Linked DNA regions of Ovis aries: region 2 is linked to region 1. A link is a contact called in public Hi-C data. All regions are on one chromosome and are shown on one strand. The core of a region is the stretch at or near the end of the contact, and the rest is flanking DNA. Distances in the headings are between cores, read along the strand shown. Region 1 holds the start of GSTA1 (glutathione S-transferase alpha 1). Region 2 holds the start of CILK1 (ciliogenesis associated kinase 1).

The links. A called contact is a pair of places that touch in the nucleus more often than the background predicts.
Region 2: a Hi-C map of tail adipose tissue shows a contact between it and region 1, with 2.3 times the contacts expected there. The contact joins the promoter of CILK1 here to the promoter of GSTA1 in region 1. A contact is called at or near these places in 3 of 16 Hi-C or Micro-C datasets (blood, muscle and tail adipose tissue).

What each region holds. Positions count from the first base shown.
Region 1 is chr20:24,798,841-24,803,182 of ARS-UI_Ramb_v3.0, forward strand. It overlaps GSTA1 (glutathione S-transferase alpha 1), which reads right to left and starts at 2,368. Exons shown (of 6, transcript NM_001114766.1): 1 at 2,282-2,368. The coding sequence starts at 2,368.
Region 2 is chr20:24,942,417-24,946,758 of ARS-UI_Ramb_v3.0, forward strand. CILK1 (ciliogenesis associated kinase 1) reads right to left here and starts at 1,731. Exons shown (of 14, transcript XM_027959201.3): 1 at 1,527-1,731. It overlaps LOC132658305, which reads right to left and starts at 1,731. Exons shown (of 2, transcript XM_060403712.1): 1 at 1,527-1,731.

The DNA of each region.
Region 1 (4,342 bases), core at 1,118-3,617:
AAGATAAAAGCATGGGTTGCAGCAAGTAACTGCTTATTTTGCAGGTTAATTCACCTCTACCGTGTCCCCACCTCTCTCAGTGATTAGGTAATGATATGGGGGGAGGGGAATATCACTGGAGGGAAGGGACTGGGAAGTTCTAGTTATGGAGTTTTAATGTACCTGGAAAGCCTTTCTCTCCCTGTGAGATCAGGACAGGATTTTGGGGTGTCCCCTAGCATGGGGTATCCATGGGGCCATTGACTCCCTTAGAGGCTGCCACTGGGGTCCTCTACTATATATTACCTCCCTCCATTCAACTTTTTATTGTAAACAAGGGTCTTGATTGTGAAAAGTTTGAGAATTGGGGATTTCTAACTGACTCAGTGGACTAGTTTATTGTGGATCTAAATGATCCCATAGGGTGAGACCATACAGATAGTGAGTGTGTGGGCAACAATTTATAAAGCACCCAGTTCAAGACAACCCTGAGAGGTGACGGATGGGTAGTCATTGTGAGAAGGGGCTGGCTGGTCAGCTGTTTCTTGTGAAACTGATGGAGATGAATGGGGTTGTGAGGATCAGGCTCTGGGCCCAGAGAACCCAGAATTCCAACGTTCTTTGGTCAGTCGAGCCCCACACCTTCCTCCTTCAGGCTGGGCTGGACAAGAGGAAGCCTGGATGCTCTCATCGTCTCCCCCTTCTTCACCGTCCTGTGCTGAACTCATCCCGCCCAGGGACTCGGAACACATCCTTGAACCCCAAGGCTGAACCGTAGGGAAAAATGTTGGTTGTTGATTTATAGAAATGAAACCACCTGGAATGGCAGTGTTGGAATTTTCTGTGTACTTGTTTCTTTACACACTTGAAAACGGACCAAGCTAAATTGCCCTGCATTCCTGAAGCAATTGGGAAAGTATAATCTGAGGCTTAGGTAAACATGTTTTAGGAAGCTAAGGGAGCACACTAGAGGTTCCCTTTGCAGGACGCCACCTCACCTGAAGTCCTCCTTTACTAGTCTCCGATGAGGGACCAGATCTCTGAATTTCGCCCATGACTCCCTCCCCGGGAAACCCTCACAGAGTTGCTGGCTCCCTCTGACCTGAGCTTAGAAGTGCTTTTCTGAGTGACACCTCTAGAGGGCAGCACTCAGCAGAGTTGCACAGAAGCCTATCCATTTACTACTGAGACTATGGAGTTTTTACACTCAAGTCTTCGGTATCCTCCCAGGTGCTCCCACTCCTCTTCTAATCACCCACATACATGTGAGCATCCTCACTAGAGTGCAAGTGGCCTGAGGGTAGGGACTGTGTCGGTCTTGACGATTCATGTATCTCTAGGACCTGGCACGAAACCTGGCACTTCAAGGTGCCCAACAAATTCATTGCTGAGGGAACGCATTAAATCCAACAGGCAGTTTGCTACAATCTGCATTGCTCTATATTTCTGGTTTAGGTTTTAACTTTAATTACATTTATCTTCTAATACGTATATTTTTGTCTTTTATTATGGAAATTCGTGGCATGCACAAAATAAAAAATACAATGATGCTCCTTGTAAATTTCCACCAGCTTCAGTAATTATCGGCTCAACCCAATCCCAAGACATCCATATGCCTACCCCCCTGTCCCTGGTAATAATTTGAAACAAATCCCAGATATTATATATTTCATCTTTAAATACTTCATGGTATATTACTAGTTCACTAAACTTATTTTAAAACTGACCACAATACATTAAAATGCCTGACATATTAACAATAATTATTAATATAAATTGACATTTAATATTCATATTTCTAATTGTTGCATGAATGTAATAAATATTTTACAGTTTTAAAAATCAAAATTCAGGAAATTTTCTGACAGTTCAGTGGTTAAGAGATGGGCTTTCACTGTTGTGGGCCTGCTTTTGATCTCTGGTCAGAGAATTAAAATCCTGCAAGCCTCGCAGCCAAAAACAAATAAAAACACAAATTTATTTTCTATTGTTTTCTATTGTCCTTGAGAAGAAGAAATATCAATGAAAATCTCTTAATCTAATACTTAATAAATGTTTTTAAAGCAAAATTCTTAGCAGATCATTTAATAAGGAAAATCTCCTCTGTGGGAAAAGTAGTTTGATATGGTCAGTTTCCCTGGAGTAGGAAATGGAAACCCACTCCAATATTCTTGTCTGAAGAATCTCAGGGACAGAGGAGCCTGGCAGGCTCTGGCCTATGGGAGCGAAACGAGTTGGACACGACTGAGTGACTGACTAGGCACCCACGGTCAATTTCGATCCAACTGGAGATGAAACCTACCTCCACTCCAGCCGCAGCCAGGAGCCACCGAATGCACTCCATTCTGCCGCGTCCATTGAAATAGTGAAGAATGGGCTTCCCTGCCATGGTGCAGTCTCTTGGTTCCTGTAGCCCTTAATGAACCAACAAATGCATCAATGAATTAACAAAGAATAAAAGCATAGAAGCTAACGCCTTTATGATACATGGCTGAACAGCACCAACTATGCTGAAAAGTCGGCCTCCCTCAGGGCAATTGGAAGAGTCCCTGGAACGTCTTCCTTAGCCCAAATTCCCACTCTCAACAGCCACCTGTGGGAAATTCCACCAAACCACTGTCCAGTCTATGCTGGGTAAAATCTGATTTTTTTGGCAGGCTAAGAGGTGAGTCTGTGATATGGATGCATGGGTCGGTGTCAGGGAGGAAAAAGATTAGAGAACTAGTATTTATTGCAAAACTCCTAATATTCCTGCCCCAATGCTACCTGTCTCCTGAGAAATCTGTATGCAGGTCAGGAAGCAACAGTTAGAACTGGACATGGAAAAACAGACTGGTTCCAAATCGTCAAGCCTGCATATTGTCACCCTGCTTATTTAACTTATATAAACAGTACATCATGTGAAATCCCAGGCTGGATGAAGCACAAGCTGGAATCAGATTGCTGGGAAAAATATCAGTAACCTCACCTATGCAGATGACACCACCCTTATGGCTGAAAGCCAAAAAGAACTAAAGATCCTCTTGATGAAAGTGAAAGAGGAGAGTGAAAAAGTTGGCTTAAAGCTCAATATTCAGAAAACTAATATCATGGAATCCAGTCCTATCACTTCATGGCCAATAGGTGGGGAAACAATGGAAAGTGAAAGACTTTATTTTTGGGTCTCAAAAATCACTGCAGATGGTGATTGCAGCCATGAAATTAAAAGATGCTGGCTCCTTGGAAGAAAAGCTATGACCAACCTAAACGGCATGTTAAAAAACAGAGACATTACTTTACCAACAAAAGTCCATCTAGTCAAGGCTGGTTTTTCCAGTGGTCATATATGGATGTGAGAGTTGGACCATAAAGAAAACTGAGCACTGAAGAATTGATACTTTTGAACTGTGATGTTGGAGAAGACTCTTGAGAGTCCCTTGGACAGCAAGGATGTCCAACAAGTCCATCCTAAAGGAAATCAGTCTTGAATATTCATTGGAAGGACTGATGCTGAAGCTGAAGCTCCAATACTTTGGCCACCTGATGCGAAGAACCGACTCATTGGGAAAGACCCTGATACTGGGAAAGATTGCAAGCGGGAGGAGAAGGGGATGACCCAGGATGGGATGGCTGAATGGCATCACAAACGCGATGAACATGAGTTTGAGTAGGGTCTGGGATTTGGTGATGGACAAGGAATCCTGGTGTACTGCAGTCCATGGGGTCACAAAGAGTCGAACACAACTGAGCGACTGAACTGAACTGAATGCTGACCACTTTGAATACATTATATCTTTAATCCTCACAAGAATCCCATGAAATAATTATCTCCATTCTTCAGTTAATGAAATGGACCTCAGAGCTTAAATGACATTCATGGAAATCCACACCCAGGATTAAAACCAGGGCAGGGCAGGAACCCACGCATATGTAGGCCCTGGGAGCCTGGGAAGGGGGTGCCTTGGAGCCAAAGGACTTCACAGACAGGAGGAGGAGGAGGAGGAGGAGGAGAAGGAGGAGGAGGAGGAGGAGACAGAGTCCATGTTCAGCTCATTGGCTATAATGCTGCACTTGTTCAAAAGCTGAAATTAGAGCTCAGTTTGCTTAACCGTTGTTCGAAAGATCCCGATTCTTTCCACAGATACAGGATGCCAAATACTTCCATTTTCTTGGAATTGCATATTTTATCTCTATTCGTACATTTTGTATCTAGAGAAAGGGATGTTACTGCATTAACTGTACGGTCTAGGTGGAACTGACATTTGTCCTATGTCTGTCATGCACTGCGCATTCTCACAAATTTGTCTTCATTTAACCCTACAAGAGTCACCTGCTATGAAGTTGCCATTGCTCTCATTTTGAAGTTGGGGATACTGAGATTTCT
Region 2 (4,342 bases), core at 481-2,980, 140 kb after region 1:
ATAGGATGAAGGAAATGAAGGAAAAGATGGCTAAAGATAATTCCAAATGTTCAAGACTGACAGGATTTCCACCATTACTAGGAACCTCAAAAAACAACTAGAAGAAAACAATGGGAATAGAAAAAAGAGCTTTGATGATGTGAAACAGTCAACAAATAAAACCCCCAAAGGCTGATTTTTTTAGCTTCTTTACACACAGTCTATAGATAAGAAGTCTCAGTGAGAAAAATCATTTCTCTGTGACTAAATATTGAGTTCCCTTGGCTAGGACAGACCTCTGCCCACTCAGACAGGCTCCATCAACCCTCCAACACATCCTTCCATCATCTGACATTAAATTGGTCTCACTTAGAAATGTGGCTGCCCATTCCTGCCCTGGCACTAGTTTTAACTTTGGAGAAGGGGACGAGGCAAAATGGACAGGCAGGGTCACTGTAGAGGGCTGGACCTTAGGGAGCAAGCAGTGGTATATTATTTTAAATAAAGAATCCCAACACGGCTCTTATTTCTACACCCACAATTACTTGTTCTCAAACAGACAGGAAGGCCAAATTCTTTACCAAATTGCAGTGCTTTGTTCAGAAACTATTTCAAATGTGCATATTTATGAATACATTAACTTCTAGCACAGCTAACATATGGTTCAGGCACAAATTCTTCTTAATAATTTATATGTTAACTACACAAATTTAAAACTCGGTTTAATTTTATATTCGGCAATAGTACAATTCACTTTGGAGGCACATCCTGAAAACCCACTCACTGGAAAATGTGAGAAATGAAAACTCTAGCTATCAAACTGTACAAAAAGTGCTCCAGGCTAAAATAAAAAACACAAGTGCCAATACCTTAGAGAAATCTAGCCCTGGATGCAAAATTCAGGGTGATATTTTCTCTCTATAATCCAGCTTCAGCAAGAGCAGTTCTTTATTTAGTTATAAGTGGAAACGAATACTCTTTTCCGAAAAATAAGGCATTCAGCTACTTTTTTATTTAAAAGTAAAAGCCCTCAATGCTACTGTCAAACTTTAAAAGGTGCATTTCAAAAGAAACGGCGGTTCTGAAAAATCCTTCAACATGTCTCTCATAACATCTACTAAGATTAGTAAGAAAGAAATCAGAGCAGAAAGAAACCCAGTGAAAAATGGTTGCACAGAAATATGTGAAGATTTGCTCAGACCCCTTGCGGGACAGCCAAAGGCCTAGTCGGGTGAATTCCAAAAGCAAGTCCCTCCACCTTCTACTGAAGGGGCTTCATATCCGGCCGGGATCTTTCCCCTCCTTTAACGCTAAAAGGTAAACACCCAGCAAAAATCTTCCAGACTCGGAGGAAATGGGAGTTTTTCTACCCAGAAGGAGAGACCCACAGGACCGCGGAGAAACACTACAACCCGAGAGCCTCCCTCTCGCCCTCCATTCCCTCGTGGGGCCACCGCAGGGGGTGGGGTGCGGACCCTCGCGGCTCGGGTCCATCACCCCAGTGACAGGTCACCCGGCGGAAGCCCCTCATCCCCGACCCCACTTACCGGCGCCGCGGCACAGGCGAGGGCCCGCCCCTGCGGGGAGCGCGGTTCCTCGGAGGGGCAGGCGCGGGGCCGGCCAGGGAGCTGAAGCCTGTCAGGGCGACCCCCGCTAGGACGGGCCGAGGGGTCCGCGCAGGGACGCCCGGGGGCGCCGGCGAGGGGCGCGGGCCGCCCGGCGCATGGTGAGCAGCGGGGATCCGGCCGCTCTCCAGCCTCCGGCAGGAAAACAAACAAAAGGCTGAGAGGCTTGTGGTGGGGACGACCGGTCGCTTTCCCTGGGAAAAGTTACCCTGCAGCTCCCCTCGCTGGCCCCGCGCGTCCCTGCACCGCGGCCGGACCGCCTGGGGCGCCGAGCCGCGCTATCGGCTCTCCACCCGGGCCCGCGGTAGCCCAGGGGCCCTGTGTCCCGCCCACCGCCGAGGAGCTCTCCAGCTCCACACGGCCGCCTAGGGCATCAGGATGGAGAGATGCAGGCCGAGGATGCACGTTCGGACATCCCATTACAGATGATCATCGTGGACACGCTTTCCTGGCTTTAAAAAACATATCTGTAATGCCACCGAAACGTGGTTAAAGATGGCAAATTGCATCATACTTAACCATAATAAAAAATATTTAAAATAAAAACCAGACTGCGTGTTAGCATCCATTGGGACTTCCAAGAGTTTTTATGTTGTGAGCAACTTTAGTTTGGAAAACTGGATTGTTACTCAGGTGGAAAACACACTAGGTAACGCTCTACAGATTGGTCTCAGGGTGTAACTAGTTATTTGAAATTTAACACTGCTTAAACGCCATCACTTGTGTCGTTAGTTATATTCCAAAAGCAAATCATCCCTGTGAAGACTGGCTCTGAACCACTTTGAAAAAAGAAATTGCTTTGAGGTCCTCGTTTTAAATTCACATAATTGCCCCAAGCCAAGGGTTCTCACACTTTGAACTGGAAGCATTAGAATCACCCCCAAGAGCTTGTGAAAACAGATTGCTGGGTCCTCTCCCCAGATCGGGAGAAACACACTGCCCTAAGTAACACAATTTAAATTAATAAAGCAGTAATCCTTTCTCTGAGTTTAGATCTCCCAGCTCATATCAGTTTTCTCTCACTTTGTTTTTAAATTCTAAGAGCTGAAAAAATTATTTCCAAAAAGAATCTATGCAAAAGGCCCAAATCCCTCTTTTCTCTTGCTTCTGTTGAAGAAACAAGATACAAGACTGCCAAGCTTCCTTAGACTTCCTGTCCCAAATGGGAAAGGGTCATCTGTCCACTTGGCAATTGTATAACATTTATCTACACTCATGTTTACCTACATAACACCCAAAACATATGGCAAATGAGAACTGAAAGTCATTATCAATGAAAAGATATGGAGACAGGAGGCAGCCTAACAAATCATATAACCATCCCCATGAAAAGTGATTTTTGAAGTATTTAAAATGATCAGTTTTAGTCAAACTCAGTTGATCAAGCAATTGGCAGATGGACTGTCCTGATCTTTAACAAGGGTCCACTGGGCTAGTAAGTGGCTGAGGTCAGTAGTCCTAGCCTAGGGAAAATTATAACCATGTGAGTATTACATAATATGATGAAATAATACAACCCTGTAAAAAGGTTCAGTGGATAGAGAGGATACTTATCTAAAATTTTAAGATAACAACAGCATTTTAATAAAGTAGATGCTCAATTTATTGTTACAAATACTAATTATTTTATTAAACTTTATTATTTACTAGAATAATAGAAATAAAGTCATGAGCCTTCAACCAGTTTAATGAAATAGACTAGTTTTGAAAATATTTCAATATCCCATTCCTCATTTGCAAAACCGATCTTTTGTATTCATGAATCACATATAGCATTTCCTTCTACTTCTTGACTACATCTAGTCTTTCTCCCATTTTAATTTCAAAATATGATTTAGAAGAGGTCATGGGGTGGAAAATCATCATTTAAAGACCTAAGCCCTAGAGTCTCCTTTAAAAACTACAAACTGGTAAATTTTTAGTCTCCCTTAAGTAAGAATGTACTTTTTACAGGTAGCTGACTTAGGCAAATGAAAACATACCCATCAGAACGATGGATCCTAATATTAAACGACAGTAGTTGGGGCTTACATAATGTAGCTCACCATTCTGCACCCCTCACTTTCTTTTGCCTCTGTTTTCCTGCAGAAAAATGTACTGCATTACTAAGATCTAAATAAACAGAATAAAATAACGGATAAGAGATTTAAACTTGAGAATTCGTGCAATCACGAGTAGGGTCTTGGAAACCTGGTGACTGCTAGTAACCCACACCTAGTAGAAACCTCAGAAACTCCATAAATATTCGCTGAAAGAAGGTAAGACGGTCCAAGGCTAGGTTTACACATAGCATGCCAAAGTCAGTATTTAAAACAATGTCAAGTGTTGGAAAGTAATATACCGCCAGCCAAACCGGAATGCCTTCTGCGGAAGTGAAATCCCGTTTGGGCTTTAAGAGGCGGAGCCAGAATAGCGTATGACTACAGGCGCTCTACGTGGAACGGCTGACTACAAATCCCAGTGTGCCACGGGAGCCGTCGCCTCAGTCTATCGGGACTGTAGAGCCCCAGCGTCCTCCTCGCGTTGCATGATGGGGTTTGCAGTGCGACGTCCGTTGCGAGGGGTGGGGGCTAAGTTTTCTCTCCTGCTTTTTTCCTGAGCGCCTCTTTTTCTCAACCTCCAGAACCGTGTCTTTGAGAAGCTTAGTAATTATGACAGCCTTACGATAGCGGAATTCCACTGTTTCCTTGCAGTCCTGGATTGGGATTCTAGCCACTGTCGCCGAGAACCATGTAGCG